Regions from separate parts of the Triticum aestivum genome. Here region 2 is linked to region 1. A link is a contact called in public Hi-C data. All regions are on one chromosome and are shown on one strand. Each heading gives the region's core, a stretch centred on a gene start, on an enhancer-like site or on the middle of the called end of the contact. The rest is flanking DNA. Distances are from core to core; before and after follow the strand shown.

Region 1 (4,241 bases), core at 97-2,596:
GAATTGTCTCGTATGGTCGTCTTATATTGTGTTAGAAAAATATTTGGTTCCCGTGGCTACACGGACACATACCTAGTCATTTTAAAATTTATACTTTCGCTATTCACAAAAAAATTAGGGTGGTCAAAGATTATTTAGCAACATGTATGTTGTTTTCTTCTTCTTCTAACAAACATGCTAATATTGGTCAAATAAAGGCTCTCTCCATAAAAAAAAACTATAAATCACAATGCAACACCTATTTTCCAGTTACCTGGATAAAATCAATTCATTTTGCCATTAAATGAAATCCAATTGCTGCCCGGCATCTTGCTCCTTTAGTTGAGCTTCTTCTCCCCATACTGTCGGCCGAACCACCGGCACCATGTCGCCACCCGACCCTGCCCACCAATTGCACCACTGACTTTCCTCTAAACCCTGCCCACCAACTGCACCCCCGACTTTCCTCTAAACCCTGCCCACCAACTCCGGCACCAGCGACCCCTATACCGCACCTGCGAACCCCCTGCTCGTCCTTCCCCCAACGAGCCGCGTCGGCCCCTTCTCCGGCGAGCCCCCGCAGGGGACACCACATCCTCCTCGTCTCAACCTCGAGCGTTGTCTCCTCTCTATGGCGAAATCGACAAACCAATTTATTTAGTTGCCCGAGGTTTACCAAACGCAAAATCGCACGAGTTCTACTAAAGTTACACTTCAAGTAACATAATGTCCAACTCAATTTATGTGATCTGATGCAAATTTTATAAAGTTTGAAGTACTTTCGAGTATGAATCCGATGACTTTAGATTACTAACTCATATATTGTTGATCAGATTGTTGGTTAGAGATAGATCGTGAAAAGCACAAACGCACGCATGTCTAATATGTTTTGGACGGAGGAGACACCGTTAGTTTTTTATCATGATTTGTTTTGACTAAAAAAAATCCATCAAATTTTTTATCATGAAATATACTTCCATAATATTATTATTTTTGAAAAGCTCAAAGATCATATAAAGTGCTAGCACAGACCTTAAAAACGCCATTTCAAAAATAAAATAAAATACGCATGTGGCATAATTATTTATGTTATAGTACTGACATTTTGGCTAAAAGTCAGTCCCTAATTAATACTCCTAACTACTCAGGCCTGTAGACTGCGATGGAGAAGAGGGTTCCCCACAGAATCTGACGGCGACTTGGGGAGCCTACCACTACGTGCGTGTTCATACGATTGACCCTTTGAAGATTTTGACCCCGTTGCTCCCATGCCGACCACAAATATCACCACACGGCTGTATTAGTACTGCTCACAGCTCACAAGGTCAAACGCAAAGCCGATTCGATCCTTCCGCATGCAGGGTCAACTCGTTTTTTGGGTTGACCTCTCACTGGTATATAAGCGTGTGGTACGTAGTACGTTCACTTGGAAGCTCGGCCGTGCGTTGAGAAAGAGGCGAGGTCAGAGGCTCGGAAGGTGGTCAGAGATGAGCAGCGCGGCGGAGGCATCGGCGGCGAGGGGCGGCGAGGAGGAGAGGTGCCGGTACAAGGGCGTGCGGCGGCGGCGGTGGGGGAAGTGGGTGTCGGAGATCCGGGTGCCCGGCACGAGGGAGCGGCTGTGGCTGGGCTCCTACGCCACGCCCGAGGCCGCCGCCGTCGCGCACGACACGGCCGTCTACTTCCTCCGCGGCGGCGGCAACGGCGCCGCTGGGCTCAACTTCCCGGAGCGCGCGGCCGCCGCGTACGGCGCCGGCTGCGTGGCGCCCCTCTCGCCGCGGTCCGTGCAGAGCGTGGCGTCCGACGCCGGCATGGCCGCCGACGCGCAGCTCGTGGCGGCGCGGGACGGCGCGCCCAGGCAGTGCTACGCGGAGGCGCGCGCCGGCGCAGGCGCTGCGCAGGGTGGCGCGAACGCGCGGCACGCGGAGTTCCAGCACGACGGCGCGTACGCGTACACATATACGGGGGACGGCGGGGACACCACTGGCGGCGGTGGCAGCAGGGGGCAGCTTGTCTCCGGCGAGCTCAGCGTCGACGACATGGAGATATTGATGTAAAATTGAGCATACACCATCACCGGTAGTCCGGTACTACGTAGAATTAGCTGATGCAATAAAGATCGAACACCGGTCGCAGTTGGCAAGGTTGAGCCATTTGAAATTCGAAAATATTACTTCCGCGCGCACGTTCGATATGGAATGATTACTACCTACCTGTTGACATTTGAAATTGGCGAGACATGTAGCCAGCCACTGCGTATGCAGCAGTGAGTGGCGACAGTGCTCGTATGCATGGCCACCGGCACGTAGGCGAGGCCCCGCTCGGGTGATCTGATGAATGGCGCTGCGGCCTGCGGGCAGGCCTAGGTTGACCAGGCTAGCTGGCATGGATCGCTGAGGCTCTCCTTTCTCCAAGGTACGGACGGATGGCGACCGGTCAATGACCAGCAAACCCTTTTCGCCTGCCTGCCAGTGCCAAGGGAGGATGGGTCAGAGCATAGAGCAAGTTTAGTTTGATGTCAAAATTCCCTTTGCTAATGTTTGGTCAAAGCTAAAAAGTTAGCTATCACTTGATGTCAACTTTGTTTGGAAGTTTGGCAATTGCCAAATGTTGTCTTGTCAACACATTGGCAGGTCCGCTCGGGGACTCTGGGGCGGTTTGGTTTGAGACTAAGTTTGCCTAAGGTTGTCATATTTAAGGTTAGACAAATTTGACCAACTTAGATGAGTATTTGCTTCAAGTCACATATTAGGCAAGCCACACCGGGTTCTCACATCACATACACTCAAAAAAGTGTGTCAAGATTTCCTTAGGCTTAACTTGTGCCTCTCATTTTGAAGAACTAACCTTAGGTAAGTGTGGCAACATTGTATGGCAAAGTGTGGCATTGTTAGGCCTAGAACCAAACAACCCCTATGTCTGTTGCGGGTATCAATGGGCCCGGTGTGGCATCGTAGTGTGGGGAGGGCTGCAACTAGTAGAGGCTTATGCGGTCAGCCGGTTCTGAGTAGTAGAGTGCGCACAAACGGGCGAGAACCTTGCCTTTGGCCCATGGTCGGAGTCGGCTAGGCGATGTCTACGGACGTCGTGTCCTTCATGAAGCCGTCGTGCCTATTCTTCCATGTATGCTCTAAGCAAAACCTCAGATCGGCTCTTCGATTGGACGACGGCGATGCCTCTTGCACCTGCCGTTCTCCTCATTGGAGGCTTCGTCTTTGGAGCTGGCCTATCGAAGAGATTAGTGTATGGTGATTTGCCCACATGGTGGCGTTGCAATTTGTTTGGCAACAACAATGCTTGTTAGAGGAGTTGGGTCGTGACTTATCCTTCCGATGATGTTATTCCGATGAGCCTTTTGGATGTGCCTCTGTTGTTTCTCACCGTGATGCGAATAAGTTGAAGTTGTGTGATGATGTTACGGTGTGCAGTCATATTACTATGTGCATCATAGTGTTGCAGAGGCTGAAAGTTTATGTAACATCCCGGATCCGATGCGCCAGGTGTCTGCTAGTTATTCGTCGGTGTTGCCATGCCATTTGCTTGCGTGTTGCATTTTGTCATGTCATCATGTGCATCTCATTTTGCATGTGTGTTCGTTTCATGCATCCGAGCATTTTCTCCGTTGTCCGTTTTGCAATCTGACACTCCTATGTCACCCGGCGCCCCCTTTTGCCTCTTTTCATGTGCGGGTGTTAAACTTTCTCGGAATGGACTGTGATTTGCCAAGCGGCCTTGGTACACCACCGATAGATCGCCTGTCAAGTTTCGCGCCATTTGAAGGTCGTTTGATACTCCAACGGTTAACCGGGTAACCGTAAAGGCCTCTTTTGTGTGCAGCCCAACACCCCTTCAAAATGGCCCAATAACCTATCTAAGTCATCTCCATGCTCTCGGTCGTTCGATCACGATCGTGTGGGCGAAAACCGCACTCCATTTGGAGTCTCCTAACTCCCTCTACCTATATATATGTGCCTCTCCCCTGAAATTTTCGCAGTCCAAACCCTAGCCCGCTCCCCTCGCGCCGTCGGACAAAAACCTCCCTCGCCGCCAGACATGTCCGCCGCCCCCTCGTCCAATCGCTGCCCGCCACGTCAACCCGACGGCCTCCGCTCTCCTCCCCACCCACGCGGCCCGCCGCAGCCCGCAGCAGGCCCTCCGGGCCCGAGCCGCCGCCTCCCGCGCGGACCCGCGCCGGATCTCGCTCCGCCGCCGCCGGGCGCTAGACCCCGGCCTCGCCTGCCGGCCCACTTGCCTGCCCCGCCGGC
Region 2 (3,804 bases), core at 1,246-3,745, 330 kb after region 1:
TCAGGAAATTAAATACAGACGGCATGATTAACGACACGGAGAAAGATTTGATTTGAGGCGATGCTGCGCAAGGCCCGAGTATTTCAATGCGAAACAGCGATTCTACAGACGAACAATATATGCTACCGAGTACCGACAGCGACGCCACGCAATTCCGGTGGTGCGGGAACGGCGTCGCGGTCACATGATGCTCGCACCCTCGCACATGCCTTGACGAAATTGATCCTTCACGAGGGTAGAATACTGACGGCGTATCTCGCTGAATCCCTGAAATTATTCAGATGGAACGTCAGACAAAGAGGAGGTCGTCTCGGGTTCCACGTGGCGCGTTAAGCTTCTGATAAATACTAACCTGTTTGTTCATGTGGTGTGATGTTCGCGCTACATACGCCTCCACTTGTCGATCTCCTTTGTCGTCGCTTTGATCAGCTTCCTGGTGCTCTCCATCACCTCGTCAAACAGGATATCAAACTCCTGACTGCAGATTTTTTTTCGTCGTGTTAAAAGAATGAGATAACATGTGAAGTCAGACATGTCAAAGACAGTTCACATCAAGTGTATGTATGAATGAACCAGCCAATTGGCATTTATAATAACACATATAAGCAGATTCAAGGTCAAGCAAGCCCCCTCTGTGGATGCAAGCATGTCGAGCAACAGGAGAAGCCCAAATGGAGCCATTTTTGCGATAGTACAAAGCTTAGAATGAGTTGCTGCTTACTCGTAAGGAAGGCTCCCGGTGTTCTGAAATGATCTCCTGATGTTTGAATATTTTCCGTTCTCGTCATATGCAATCCCCTTTCCAAAACCGTAGCCAAAGCCTATTCCTATTCCACATCCAGCGCCTGCTCCGAATCCCAGCTGTAAACCAGGGAATCCAGCTCCAATTCCTGCGCCTGTTCAGCCAAATAAGAAATGAGAAAGGAACAGGCAAGATAATTTGATGTTAAACAATGCCCGCAGTCAACATATGCAGAACCAGTTGTGTTATGGTGTTCAGAGCCGTAGGCTAAATAAGTCGTTCTTCCCAAAGGTATTCCCTCCACATGAACCCTGAAGTATTTAGAAAGCCAATATCATCTTGTATTTTGTTACAACTAACACGACTGATTAAAGTGGGAGGCACAACTAGGAGCAGGTGCATGTGGCAATATTTGCAGTGTTGCAGATATTTATCAAGGGGGGAGCAAACCATACTTTGATGCATGGAAAGATGAAATCTAATATAGCGCAGATGACTTCAAGCATCCATGTGCATATCTAACAGCCTTATCTTACTGCTAGAATTAGAGATATTGACATCAGAGAAATCTTTGATTACCAGTACTTGTTTATTTGTTTTAATCTTTTAGACTTTGGAAAGTTATATGAGTAGCTGCCTCCCTTTCGAGTGGTCTACTGAGCTCTGCATGATGACCACATTTACCTTCCTGTATCCCCTTATGTGGTTGATTTGCTACTATACCAACTATATAATTCTCGAATCTTAGCTGCAATTTCCACTTCAAATAAGCTTCAGGATGACATTTCAAGTGTACAAATATTCGCAGGAAGCCTTTTCGTTCGCAAGCCTAACATTCTGTTAGAATATACCACTCCCATACTATTTAAGCATTCCCATAAAGGTACTGCGTGCCTGTCCAAAAAAAGACGCAGATATTCTGCATAACTAGTCATCCACACTCAACCTTTTGTTGCGGCTGGGAAGGGGCTAGATTGCTAGTGAGCCCTATAGCATTGCACTGTTGCACACACACACTTCGACGGTTATTTACGAAGCGGGGTGAACACAGATTTTGACAGGAATTCCACAGCATGGGAATTATCCATAACCCAATATTCCATACATACAGACCTAAATTATCGCACCTGAGTTACCTGAACCCTGCAGTCTTCCCACTCCAAAAGCTGCTGACAACATGCGACTGATTAGAAGTGCAGGATACGTTTGTAGGGTTCAAACAAGTAGTGGTCTCGAATCGAATTACTCGAATCAGCTACCCTGATCCTGACGGTGACCGTGACGGGTCCCGAATCCCCGCACTCTATTCGCCACTGACTGAGGGCACTGAATATATCCAAACTAAACACGGGCAAGCATGTACCATGTCCATCGCCGATTCATTCGAGGTCGAGGGAGAGAGGAGGCGGCGGAATAAGCCTAGGTAAAAACTGGGGAGGCACGTACCGCCGATGAGGCCGACTCCGACGCCGACGCCGCAGCCGGCGCCGATGCCGAAGGAGGGGCCCAGCTTGCCGAGCGCGTCCGACCTCACCATCGGAAGGCCCCACCTGGACGAGCCCCTCCTGCCGCCGCCGTACGCCATCTCTCTCCCTCGCTCGCTCGCCCCGTGCGCGCTCCGAAGGTTCGGGAGGGTTCGATATCTCTTCTTCTCTCTCAGCGACTGGGGACTGGGGTGGGGAGGAGGGGGGACGGTGACGAGAGTGACGGCTGAACGGGTCCGTCTGGCCGCGCCTCGCCGCACGATCAGCCTCGCGATCCGTGCACGCGCCGGGTTTACGCAACCGCACCAAGGTTTGCGCTTGTTGTTAGGAGGTCGCTGCGCTGCGCTTCGACATGCACCTCTCTCTTCGAAACTGCCCAGCTGAGACTTCAGACCCACTGTGTGTGGTGTGAACCATCTTTTTTTTTTTGCAGGGGGTGTGAACCATCTTTTAGCACCATTGACCTGAAGATTCATGATTCCTTAAACGTTGATATGATAGTGATCATGAAAAGTAGTCCCTACGTTCCATAATTCTTGTCATGGTTTTAGTTCAAATTTGAATCGTACGGCTTTCCTTGAAGAAATCACAGCATCCCAGAACGACAGGCTTGAACAGATGTAGATACTGCAGGACAAACATCAGGATGTTCTTTCACAGACAATGCTTGAAAGTTGAAACCTGTACGCCACTGGGCAAACTGCGCCTGCTTATTATAACTGTGAGGAGGCTGATTGATGTGTACACCTTTGCCAACAACAACTATAAGCTAGCTGCCCGCCCGGCTGGGGGGCACCAGAAAGAAAGAATGAGAAACATTTTGCTTATAGCAGGGTGGTTGCTCGATCAAAAGGCAACTCCTGTTTACATCAACAATTACAACAAATGGCGCGCCGGCCGGATCTCCACTCGTCGGACCTCACCGCAAACTTTAACATAGATGACAGGAAAATTGGTTAAATTGACTGGGTGTGAGTAGAGGACATTTTACATAATATACGGTGTCTGTAAGGTTAATCACAAGCTAACAATTCTTGACAGCATGTACGCGTCTTCGAGCTCCCCCGCCAAAGCCTCGTTAGTTTCCTGCAAGTTAGAGCAGGCATTAGAGGAGGCACAGAGGCAGTGCAAGTTAAGAGCTATTTTCTCCATTTCAATTTTAAAGAGAAACATATTGTGCTAATAGCATGTGACAATAGGGTAACTTTTCTGTGTTTCACAAATTGGGTACCATACCGGTGAATTCGGAATGTTATTTCTTATTATGTACTGCGCCAATGCGCCGTCCCCCCGAAGAATTTTAGCCCCGCACCCGGGCCTGTCAATGGAACCAATGGCCTCCTCGTCCACCACAACAGCATCTACTCGCTCATTTCCTGCTTTCTCGTCAGGGATCTGTTTACGAAGAATGTCAGAACGTATGCCTCGATTTTGCAGCGTTCATTACAGAAAACTGCAAGCAGCTACCTCGTACATGGCCTCCAGTAGAATGGTCTCTAAGAGGGCTCTTAGACCACGTGCACCAGTGTTTTTGACTATGGCCTTCTTTGCTACTATTCGCAGTGCACCATCAGTAAA

Evidence for each region. A called contact is a pair of places that touch in the nucleus more often than the background predicts.
Region 2: a contact with region 1 is called in a Hi-C map of leaf, with 4 times the contacts expected there. The contact joins the promoter of LOC123071786 here to the promoter of LOC123066087 in region 1. A contact is called at or near these places in 1 of 5 Hi-C or Micro-C datasets (leaf) and 1 of 1 datasets of contacts at active chromatin or transcription factors (leaf).

What each region holds. Positions count from the first base shown.
Region 1 is chr3B:691,820,730-691,824,970 of IWGSC CS RefSeq v2.1, reverse strand. LOC123066087 (ethylene-responsive transcription factor ERF020-like) reads left to right here and starts at 1,346. Exons shown (of 1, transcript XM_044489239.1): 1 at 1,346-2,144. The coding sequence starts at 1,467. The coding sequence ends at 2,033.
Region 2 is chr3B:691,494,852-691,498,655 of IWGSC CS RefSeq v2.1, reverse strand. It overlaps LOC123071786 (protein TRIGALACTOSYLDIACYLGLYCEROL 5, chloroplastic), which reads right to left and starts at 2,495. Exons shown (of 4, transcript XM_044495368.1): 1 at 2,189-2,495; 2 at 722-896; 3 at 353-478; 4 at 1-267. The coding sequence starts at 2,327. The coding sequence ends at 382. It overlaps LOC123071784 (CLP protease regulatory subunit CLPX1, mitochondrial), which reads right to left. Exons shown (of 16, transcript XM_044495367.1): 14 at 3,694-3,804; 15 at 3,463-3,621; 16 at 3,029-3,312. The coding sequence ends at 3,244.